3 separate regions of the Gossypium hirsutum genome follow, and regions 2 and 3 are each linked to region 1. Evidence: chromatin contacts called from public Hi-C data. All regions are on one chromosome and are shown on one strand. Each heading gives the region's core, a stretch centred on a gene start, on an enhancer-like site or on the middle of the called end of the contact. The rest is flanking DNA. Distances are from core to core; before and after follow the strand shown.

The links. Hi-C and Micro-C count contacts between places; a contact is called where the count stands out from the background.
Region 2: a contact with region 1 is called in a Hi-C map of leaf, with 2.5 times the contacts expected there. The contact joins the promoter of LOC107917540 here to the promoter of LOC121205796 in region 1. A contact is called at or near these places in 2 of 34 Hi-C or Micro-C datasets (both in leaf).
Region 3: a contact with region 1 is called in a Hi-C map of leaf, with 1.8 times the contacts expected there. The contact joins the promoter of LOC121205395 here to the promoter of LOC121205796 in region 1. A contact is called at or near these places in 8 of 34 Hi-C or Micro-C datasets (anther, callus, leaf and 1 more).

What each region holds. Positions count from the first base shown.
Region 1 is chrA01:22,194,822-22,198,851 of Gossypium_hirsutum_v2.1, reverse strand. It overlaps LOC121205796 (cytokinin riboside 5'-monophosphate phosphoribohydrolase LOG1), which reads left to right and starts at 1,898. Exons shown (of 7, transcript XM_041076073.1): 1 at 1,898-2,512; 2 at 2,769-2,866; 3 at 2,954-2,984; 4 at 3,067-3,166; 5 at 3,241-3,311; 6 at 3,431-3,574; 7 at 3,667-4,030. The coding sequence starts at 2,399. The coding sequence ends at 3,762.
Region 2 is chrA01:22,363,639-22,367,668 of Gossypium_hirsutum_v2.1, reverse strand. LOC107917540 (auxin-responsive protein SAUR50) reads right to left here and starts at 1,742. Exons shown (of 1, transcript XM_016846869.2): 1 at 987-1,742. The coding sequence starts at 1,617. The coding sequence ends at 1,297.
Region 3 is chrA01:22,059,163-22,063,192 of Gossypium_hirsutum_v2.1, reverse strand. It overlaps LOC121205395, which reads left to right and starts at 1,839. Exons shown (of 3, transcript XM_041076064.1): 1 at 1,839-2,464; 2 at 2,555-2,655; 3 at 2,955-3,758. The coding sequence starts at 1,965. The coding sequence ends at 3,634.

The DNA of each region.
Region 1 (4,030 bases), core at 649-3,148:
AATATTTTTTATTATTTAAATAGAATTTAAGTTGGACTGGATCGAGCTAAGGTGCAAAAAACTTTGCCCAAACTCAAGTGTATCTGAGACTCTTTAACAAATATATCAAATTTTTTAGGGTTATACCACATTTAAATTAAATTAGAAGTTTGAGTGATTGAAATAATAAATATTTAATGAATTGGAAGGACATGGATTTTATTAATTAGTAGGTGAAAAATCAAAACTTAAAAAAAATATATAATGTGAGATATAGGGAAGTAACTAAAATAATGTAATATAAGTAACTAAATTACAAAATTTTTATTTTAAATATTTAGAATAAATTACCCGTATCAAATCAGATAATGAATTTAGTAATGAAAAGAAAATGGAAACATGAAGATGAAATCCAGTTGAAGTGAAAGGGAGGCCCAGACTGTCGAATCAGAGACAGCAGCATAAGTCGCAACCACCAATACAGCTGTTTCACACACATATCTATACTTCCCAATCTCTCTCCTCTTATCGTACAAAAAGGATCTTAACCCTTCCCTTCCCAACTCTTTTAAATATAAAATAAGACTACTGAATCTTTTTATTTAATCCATCTCTTTCCAACCTTATGGATACCCAACTGTTGTAAATCGTTTTTTTAGAGTTGTTTTTAAGTCATTTTATTTTCGAGGAGTTAATACATGTGCACGTACACTTGGAACCTTCCTTAATACCTTTCGGCCTCTTTGATCATATAGTTGTCCTAGTGGGACAGACTAGAATTCATGGTATCACGTGTCCACAATTCGACTTGTTCCTAATTTTTTTTAAAAAAAATGAAATCTAATAATTTCTTTTTCTCCAATTTCCAATCCTCAATTTCCAAGATCTCCCTCCCACCTTCATCATCAATTTTGCAATTTTTCTTAGTTTGCAGGCAGCCTGTTTTCATTGTCAAACATTTAGTTTTTTCTTACATAATTAACATGGGCAGATTATATATAATCTCCAGCTTGTGGGACATTTACTATCAGAGGACAAACTTCTCTCTCTCAGAAATTATTGAACAATTAATTATTGTCCCACTGCACAAATTGTTTTTCTTTTTTTCATTTCCAAAGGTTAATTCAACCCCACAGAAACAAATGAGACCAAATTCCAAAATTCAAACTGTTTATTCTAAGATAATGTTTGATTACCATGTTGTTTTAAGCCAAGATCCTCGGCTAAAGATTTTGATTTTTTTTTTAAATGAGAAAAAGTGTGGTGGAGCTATCTCTGATTTTGTTTAATCCCTTTTTTGTCTTTCATATTCCTATATAAAAGTGTTGTCACGTCAATACTTTATTCTAAATCACTATATTTCGAATTAAAGACTAATTTCTTCCATTAGTCTTATCCAATCATTTTAATTAAAAGCTTGTCAAATTATATTCTCTCTATATTTTTTAATTCAATTAATTTATATTAAAATTTATCACACTAAAAAAATTGCCTTTAAGAAAATAATATATCATACATAAATGACAGTATTTCCCTTTATTAAAAAAAAGAAAAGGAAATGGACTTTTTATAATGATGAGAAACTACATAAATAATAATGGGTATGTGAATGTTGTTTTTTTTACATAATAAATTTGTTGGTTATATCTTTTTTGAATTTAATAAGATAAAAATTATTGTATTTTCTTAATTAGGGGTGATTTGATAATTTTTTCAATTAAATTGGTATCTAGTAATTTGTGAAATCAAATTAATCTAATATTTTATTATTTGTACAGATAATAATGATATTTATTAGAAAATATGAAATCTTCTCTTTTTTTTTTTAAAAAAAACTACGATGGGGATTATAGTGTAACAGAAAAAGATAAAGAGTATAATTTATTTTTTTTACATTTGATATATTAATGCCTAAATTAAAACATTGAATAGATCATCATGCAAAATGATATTTTATATATATATGATATAGAGTGGGAATGAAGGAGTAAATAGATTTGGGGAGTATAAGCTAGTGTTTATTGGTTGTTGGAGTTGATCATCTTAGATAAGTGTGCGAGTGAGCCATTTTAATTTAAATCAGTGAGAAACTATCGTGAATTAAGGCGTAGTTGAATCCACAAAACAAGGGAAAGGGGAGGGATGAAATTACAAAGAGAATAAAATGATAGCTCAACCGAGCCTGCACAGTGTTTGTGATGAGAAGAGAGTTTGACAGGGACGTAGGGAGGTGATGTGTTGGATAGTGGGGCAATGGGGGGCATTCAGTGTGATTTCATATATAAAATGGCAAACCATCACACCATTTTCTTTCATTCCTCCCTGTACTTTTGGCCTTTGATTTCTCAACAGTTTGCTGCTGACTCTTGTTGCACTGAGCAAACAGGAACCAGAATTACTATTTGAAGCCTTTCCTATTATGGAAAATCATCACCACAATTCAAGATTCAAGCGTGTATGCGTCTTCTGTGGTAGCAGTCCTGGCAAGAATCCTAGCTACCAGCTTGCTGCTATTCAACTTGGCCAACAACTGGTACATATAAATTCTGGGTTCTTCTCTTTTACTTTGAGAAAACTTGTTTTGCAGTTTGAGTTTTGATTATATGTATCTACGGCTGATGAGTTGTAAAGTCATCGTCTGATTTGCTCCGTGATGGTTTGGAATAGAGGAGGAAATTAATGTGGAAAAGCTGAAACGAATAAAATAGTGTGGTTTACCGTATGTAAAGGAGTAATTGCAGGGAATTAAAGACGTAAAGTTTTAATAATGGATAAAATAAAACGTGCAGGTTGAAAGGGACATTGACTTGGTTTATGGTGGAGGAAGCATTGGCTTGATGGGGCTCGTCTCTCAAGCTGTCTTTGATGGCGGCCGCCACGTGTTGGGGTAAATTATATTGTTATTCTACAGTTTGAAGTTTCAGTTGCAGGCCAGGGACTATAATTATAACCCCTTTCTTTCAATTCCCTGTAGGGTAATTCCCAAGACACTGATGCCAAGAGAGGTAAAAATCAACACTAATTGAACTTGCGTCTCCTGTTGATTATCAAAAACCTTTTATAAAAATTTGGATTGTTTAATTTCAGATAACAGGCGAGACCGTGGGAGAAGTAAGAGCTGTATCAGGAATGCACCAACGTAAAGCTGAAATGGCTCGTCAAGCTGATGCCTTTATTGCCTTACCAGGTTTGTTAGTTTGTTTTTGTAAAATCCCAATTTTGTTTTTAATTACCAAAATTTGATTTTATTTCAACTCCCAGGTGGTTATGGAACCTTGGAAGAACTCCTGGAAGTGATCACTTGGGCTCAGCTAGGAATCCATGACAAACCTGTAAGCTACTTTTTCCAACTACAATTATTCACATGCAAAACACGTGCATCTATCTATACAATTGAAACCCCAAATTGTAAGTAATAGGCATTTTGTTTTGGGTGGAAATCGAAAAACAGGTGGGATTGCTGAACGTGGATGGCTATTACAACTCACTCTTATCATTCATAGATAAGGCTGTTGATGAAGGGTTCATAGCACCAGCTGCCCGTAGCATAATTGTGTCTGCCCAAACTGCCCAAGATCTAATGTGCAAGCTCGAGGTACATTTCATTTCCCCAAATAGTCAAATTATATGAACCGTCCATTTCCTAATTGGGTTGACGTGCTTTGTTTCTTTTTTTTTTGACCCCAGGAATATGAACCTAAACATTCTGGGGTGGCCTCCAAGTTAAGCTGGGAAATGGAACAACAACTGGGTTTCACTGCAAAATCAGACATTGCTCGTTGACCCCACCACCCTTTCGTGTAACAGTAGATTCTTACAAGTCCCCAACAGATAAAAAAGAAAGGAAAAAAACATTATAGATGCTAAGCTCCAAGTTCCAGTTTGGAAGGTGTGAAGTATTTGTTGTTTGTTATTTGGTTTAATTTCATTAGCATCTGACAAGGACAAAAAAACATTGTCAGTGATTTTATTAGTCGGTGATTGCTAATTTTGTATATTTTTATAATTTATTGTAATTGTTAGTACGTTTCTGGAAAGGGGGGGGGTTTCC
Region 2 (4,030 bases), core at 493-2,992, 170 kb before region 1:
AAAATTTTATATTCCAATTTTGAAGTCTTAAGTAAAGGCTAGTCCTTGTAAGCAAAACCTAAATCGTAAACCAACCATATTGTATACATTCAACGTACGGCCGCATGCATTCCATTAAATAAAGAAATCCCCAATCCAGTTAATGTCATTTAAAGTAGCATTTAAACTAACACCAAATCTATCAAGCTTCTTTTATTTTTTTTTATTACAACTTTTTTCAATTTTTGTTTCGCTTAAATCTTTGTTTCAGTTTGATATTACTATAACTTTAGGAAAACATCAAAAATTTTAATTAAAATCCCACCTATAATTCATTAATCACTAGTGATTTTTTTATATTTTTTATATCCGTTTTACGATAAATGTTTAAAGTTTTTAGCTTCTCCTCTTCATTGCATCTCTCTCGTAGACATGTAATATATTTTATCATTACACTTTACATTTTATGATTATTTAATTATACTTTTCAAAGCTACCGTTATTAAACAAAATATATGTTTTTTAATATTTTTCAATGATATTTATGGGCAATTTGAATCGTTGAATAAATTTAAATAAAAAATTACTGAGTTATGCATCTAGATATACACACTGCTACTTTACAGTTTACTGTTACAGACAGCTGAGTGATGCACATTGTGTGTGGTGGGAAAAAGAAGTGAAACTTAAATAAGATTGGATGTTGGCAATGACCAATGGAAACCAGCACAAGTATATTTTTTTTTCTTTCTTTTTAGCTTTTTTTGTTCACCAAAGGTCTTTCACCAAACACAAACAAAAAAAGAAGCTAACTTTGTTTGTTTTAACCTTTTTAATTTTCTTTTCTTAATTTCATTTTTTTTTTGTTTTAATATTCGTTTTGGTTTCATTTCATGTCTGGCAAAATATTCGAATCAGCTATCTGATGTACATATATATATTTTCTTATAACAGTCCTTAACGGTTTAACTGTTCAATTGGGTAGAAAAATAGGAAAGAAAATAAGATAAAAAGAATGGCCCCAAATCCTTGATAAATTTTCACTCTCTCACAGGTACATTGGTAGTTGATAATACATACAAGCCACACCTCAGTGAGGAAAATATTTCAAGTTTTTCTCAGATTTACAAATCTAAAAAAACCCACATAAAATCAAACAATATTCATGGGTTTTTGGGTCATATCAGTTAACAAAAAAAAATAATAAAGAAAAATAATAAAGGGAAAATCTAATAAAAAGAGAAGCAATGAAGCAGCTTCACCTTAATTTCATATATATCCTCCATTTAAAAGCCTAACCATATAAAAACAGTCTTATTATCTGAGCATGGACGTTAGAGACTGGAAAACAACTTCTTCACAAGGAATGGTGAGGCCCATGTCGTGATCAAACCCGAATTCTTCTTCAGCTTGATGAAGCAAGCTTTGAAACTCGGGTCGGGTCAAGAAGGAGATGGGAACTATATATCTGCTTCTGTTTTCACCAACATATACCACAAAATGACCTTTCGGGACATCCAAAGGGAGTCCTTGTTCATCAGCGTAGCTTTGTTTCTTCCCTAAGCTGGAACATCTTTTCAGGATTTGCTTTATCATTGCTGTTTGTGCCAATTTGTTTGATTTCCTGCTGATAGCCATTCTCTTTTGGGATTGCAAATAAGAGTTGAGAGGAAAAAGAGAGGTGTGTTTAAAAGAGGTAAGGAGGGTATATATGGTGAGCCAATAGATTTTCAAGGAGATTGAGAAACAAAGTCATGTGGGGTTGTGGGGACAAAGTTGAGAGATGGGTATGGTTTTGGGATGAGGGGGGGGGGGTCTGAAAATGAGGTCACAAGACATCCCTGAAGGCAACGCATTGGGTTTAAAACCCCAATGTTGCCCTCCCAAAGGACATCATGGTCCCTCTTTCTCTCTCACCTGCCTTCGTCAACTTTTTCAAGCTTCCAACCAAACTAATTCTTCTCTATACTACTTGCTTGAGAACTAACCACCAAGTCCAGCCCCTTGTCCTTCCCATGCTTCTTATTCCTACTTACGTATATACTCCTACGCTCTTTAAAATATCTTCCAATTTTAAATGTTACTGATTTAGCAATATAAGAGTTAAGACTTCTTACCTTGCTTTCTTGCTATCCATTAAGTGAAATTTCTTCCACGGGATGCTAATTTCCGAGGGTTAAAAATTAGAGAGAGTTGCATTTTCTATAGTACATAGGGTGAAGTTGGATTAAATCAGGTAAAATTAAGTGAATTTGAGTTGATAAGTTATATTTTATCATCCTAATTCAATTAATTTTTTTTGAATTGAGTCGAGTGAAATTGTTTCAGTTAAATTAAAAAATTAAACTTATCAAAATAAAATCTTGTTACAATATATAACTAGTTCCATATTAAGCATATAAATTTAAAATCATATATATTTAGAAACTCTTTTAAAGTGAAATAATAAAAAAAGGTATTTTAGTATGATAAGCTTAAATTGGCAATTTACTTGTTTAGATCATCAAAATTATTATTTTAATTATTTTAATTTTTAAGCATTTTTAAAATTTTTTTAGAATTTTTAATTTTTAATTTTTAAAAATATATATGAAAAGTTGATTTTTTTTATAAATATTTTGATTTTTAAAAAATATTTTGAATTTTTTTTTGAAAGTGATCAATTTGCTCATTTTCGAAAGGCTTAATATAACATTTGATACCTAAGCTTGACACTTTTTTCTAATTTGGTACCTAAACTTTTTTTGTCCCAATTTGGTACCTGAACTTTTTTTGGCCCAATTTGGTACCTGAACTTTACACTTTTTCCTAATTTGATACCTAAACTTTTTTTAGGCCCAATTTGGTACCTAAATTTATTAAACGTTATACAAATTACGCAAAAAATAAATTTTATGTTATGCTACAAATATATTGTCAGTATTAGAGGAAATTTATGTCAAAAAATAGGTATTGGGCTATGCTTAACGAATTTATATTAAATAAGAAAAAAAAAGATTTTTAAAAACCCCAAATTAAAAGAAATTTATTATTTTTAATTAATTAATTAAAACTAAAAGTAATTGAACATATAAAACACAAAAAATATCATATCATCTTTCACATGTCGGTCATACATTGATTATTAAATAACATTGTTAGTATATTGAAGTAATTGGTAAAATGTTTGACAAGTACCAAATCGAACAAAAAAAAGATTAGGTACCAAATTAGGAAAAAGAGTCAAGTTCAAGTACCAAATTGGACCCCCAAAAAGTTTAAGTACCAACTTAAGAAAAACTATCAAGTTTAGGTACCAAATTGGACCAAAAAAAGTTTAGGTACCAATTAGGAAAAAGTAACACCCCTATCCTGTAACCGTCGCCGGAATAGGTAAGGGTATTACCAAACAAACAGAACATTACAGATCAATACAGAATCACAGATATCACATAATATTAATGCATAAGCAAAATCAACAATTCATCCCTTATGGAGGTCTCTAAGACCTAAGACATACATTTAGAAAAGGTTGGGACTAAACCGAACACATTCAGAATTTTCAAAACTTAGAAAATATTTTTCAATTCTGTTGAGGTCACACGCCCGTATGACCAGGCCATGTGCCTTACACGGGCACCAGACACACCCATGTGATCCAACTGTGCCAAAATAGAGTATATATACTGACTTTTACACACGGCCAACAGACACGGCGGTGTGCCATGGCCGTGTGATACTTAGCTAGCTACTAATTTAAGCCCACGGCCATATGACACGCCCATGTGTCATAACCATGTGGTCTTAAGAGGTTACTGCTTTGCATACACGGCCACAAGGCACGCCCATGTTCCCTGATCGTGTGGCACAATGCAGGCTTGGTTTAAGCCAACTTGCCACCTCTTTTTGGGTCATTCCTATAAGCAATATTAAACAACATATACCAAAAATTTTTAGCCAATTCCATGCTCAATACATACTTAAACTTACCATTTCCTCAACTTGATATAATTCAAAATGACTACCACATACAAGGCCATATAACCATCACAAGCATATACAATTTGGCATC
Region 3 (4,030 bases), core at 590-3,089, 140 kb after region 1:
AAGATAAGAAAAATACAATAGAACCGCTTCCGCCAACCATTTGCTCCATAATGACATCAGAGAATCAAATTAAATGGATGCCTAATACCAAAAACAATGTTAATTTGTTCATGGAATACAGATTTTCTTTAGTTTTTTTATTTACCACTTTGAGATCGAGATTGAAAGTAACTTTTGCATTTAATAGCTTTCTCTTGCTGAATACTGAACCACAAAAATTGACAATGGTATTAGTCCATTACACCAGTTGACTTAGGAACTGGATGGTTGCATCAATTCTTTATTTTTAGTACTTTTTAATGTTTTATTTAATTTAATTGGATGGGCTGGTGGCCTGACTTATTCAACCACCGATTTAGTTTTGAAAGCCATGGTCAAAATATTTCATATTAATATATGCTAATAGTTGGATAAGCACATTTTTGTTTGATAATAACTAAATGTACCAAAAATGCTTTGTTTTATCGTACATAAAAAATTGGAGATAAATTTTTTTTAAAAATAAGTTATCAATAATAAAGAGAGGGCCCCACAACTATCGCTTTATTTGTGGAAGATCGAGAAAATTTTATTCAACATGAAAATGAGAGTAATGATATGATGACTATTCTCATTATCCAACAGTTGGTATGATGTCATGTATTTTTAGGGGTTTAAATGACTTTTTTAAAAATTAAAAATTTTATATCTTTTAATAATTTTTACAATTTTTTATACTTTATTAAAATTTTTATATTATTTATAAGTTTTTATTAATTTTTATAGAATTTTAAATATATTTTATTAATTTTATTTTTTTATAATTATTTGATTTTTGTAATTTTTAAAAAAAATTATGATTTTTTTATACTTTTTATAAGTTTATATCAATTTTAATATTTTTAAAAAAATTTAAATGTTTATAATTTTTTAAGAATTCTTATACATTTTTATAAAATTTTTAATAAATTTTATTAATTTTTATAAAATTTTATAACTTATTAGAATTTTATAATATTTATAAGTTATTTTTTTATAACTTTTATAAATTTATATCAATTTTTTAATAATTTTTAGTGATTTTTAATCATTTATTATGAGAAAATTACTATAGCAAGTCAAAAGTTATCATATATCACCATCTGATTGGTTTATCAATTTACTTTAATGATCAACATGGTTAACCATAAATTTCATTAACTGATGGCTTAATTGATTATTTTAATTAATGGCAGGGCTTAATTTTGTGTGAATTTAATACAATGACTTAATTGATTTTTTCTCTTTTTTTATGGTTTTTTTTTTACATACAAAAGTTTTTAAAATTATTTTCGTTATGTGAACACGAAAATATCATATGAGTTAGCACACTAACATCATTAAAAGAAATAAAATTTTAGTCAAAATTTCTATTAAAAATTAAAGATAAATTGATAAAATTATCTTAAGACTTCCAAACCTCTAATTAACAATGCATGGTAAGAACATTAGCTTCCTGAATTCAACCTTGCTAGAACTTTTAAGAAATAACTAATATCGACTGAGTTTCAATCAAATTTATTATATTTTCAACTTCAACTTTTCTAAAGACTTACACCCTAAATATTATCAATTAAAGAAATGATAGTGAGACGAAGGCCCTCATAGACGTCTGAAAACCATAAATAAAGTGCCGGCCATTCACTAAAATAGTGGAGAACCGTTCGATCGGATGACTTCTCCATTGATGGAGTCCAAAATCATTAGATGGACCGTCACGTCGTGACTTGTATCAAGTGGTCCAAAACTTAAGCACTTGTACACAGTTAAAGGAGAGAGTTATATAATAATAATAATAACAACATTAATGCAATAAATAGGCAGCGACCCCACTCCCACCCGCCTCAATTTTCCTCCTTATTACCACTCTCAGATCCCACCCCATTTCCCACAAAAATTATAAGAAAAGAGAGAGAGCTGAATCTACACTTGTATTATTTTTTATTATGGCTCTGCTGACTTTCTTGCCGGAGGCGGCGGCGGAGCCCATGAAACAACCGCCGAAGCGCCGCAGAAAGCAAGTGAAAAGGCAAAAGCAGCCCACCACGTCTTCTTGGGATCAAATCAAGAACTTGCTCACTTGCAAACAGATGGAAGGGTCCAAAGTCCACGACCCTTCGAAGAACAATAACCCGGCGCCGCCTCATCATCATCAACATGGCTACTCAAAACTGGGTTCCTCTTGTAGCTCCATCTGCAGCTTCAGGGACGTCGTTCATGGAAACACGAGGGTTGTTCACAGAGCTGATAACTCACCTGAGAGTAGCACATTAGGTCAAGAAACTGCGCTGCTCAGACGCAAAGCTGTTAATGGGTCGTCGTCACGGTCCTTGTCGGGGTCAACAAGATCCAATAACAGCACCACCACCTCGTCTTCTTCAAGAGCTATTCAATTCAGGAAGCTTTCTGGGTGTTATGAATGTCATACGATCGTTGACCCTAGCAGGTATACTATTTATATAAATATAGAAAAAAATAATTTGAATTTTTTTTCTCATTTTCCAGAACTTTATTTAGAAAATGTGAAAAATTGCAGGTATCCATCGTCAAGAACAAGCATCTGTGCCTGCTCACAGTGCGGAGAGGTGTTCCCAGAAATTGAAAGCTTGGAACTTCATCAAGCAGTTCGCCATGCAGGTACTGTAATTTCTATACCTATTTTATATTCCTGAAATTGACTAGATAGAGTATTACTTAGTCATTAAAATTGTTTATCCAAAGTTACAGAAATTAAAATGAAAACTTTGCAACTTTGACAAATCAGTGGGTTAAATTGCCCACCACCCATTTCGGAAAAGACTGAGGCAATGACGTGGCAAGTAGTGTTTATGGTAGCGCTAAATATGCAGGGTTTTGTGAGGACCGTGCCCCACCGACAAGTGAAATTAATGTTTATTCTTTTCTTTTAATTTGATCCCAGTCTTTTGTTGGTTTAGTTTCGGAGTTGGGTCCAGAAGATTCGGGCCGGAACATTGTGGAAATTATTTTCAAATCCAGCTGGCTAAAGAAGGACAATCCGATCTGTAAGATCGAACGGATATTGAAAGTCCACAACAACCAACGCACCATCCAACGGTTCGAGGACTGCCGCGACGCGGTGAAAACGCGCGCCCTTAATAGCACCAGAAAGAACCCCAGGTGCGCCGCTGACGGCAACGAACTCCTCCGTTTCCATTGCACAACCTTGTCCTGCTCCCTCGGCGCGCGCGGCTCCTCCAGCTTGTGCGGCTCCATTCCCGGCTGCGGCGTCTGCACCATTATCAGACAAGGGTTCCAAAACAAAGGCGAAGGGACCGCGCCAGCCGCAGAATTCAAGGGTGTCGTCACAACGGCTAGTAGCGGTAGGGCCCACGACTCAATTAAGCGTACGGACGGACGTAGGGCCATGCTGGTTTGCCGTGTGATCGCGGGAAGGGTGAAGCGAGTGGCGGATGAAGCGCCGCCGTTGGAGGACGAGAATAGCAGCGGCGTATCTTCCTCGGCTGGTTCGTACGACTCTGTAGCTGCGTACGCCGGGGTTTACTCCAATCTGGAGGAGTTAGTTGTCTTTAATCCAAGGGCTATCCTTCCTTGTTTCGTAGTCATTTACAAAGCACTTGAATCTGGAGTGATATGAAAACTCAAAATATCATTATTTTCATAGAATTAGTGTAATCTAACGATGCTCATTAACAGTGTACATAAACTTTGATCTTACGTTGTGCCACACGAGATAAAAGCCCTTTCTTTTTGGAATTGAATTATAATGTTTGTTAGCTCAACTGCTTAACCGCATGCGTGGCAGCTGATTCCTGTTGCGCCAAATTAAATATTTGATGGTTACATAAAAAAATTTTAATTTCAATTTAAATAATTTTGTTTTTCTTTTTTGAATAAATTAACGGACACTGAAATCCTTGATTGCTGGTTTCTGATGAACGGACACAGACGGTGTGTAATAAATAGACAAAGCAACGCCAAAATTTTCCTTCTCTTCTTGTACTGAGTCTCTATATTTTATGATTTGATTATT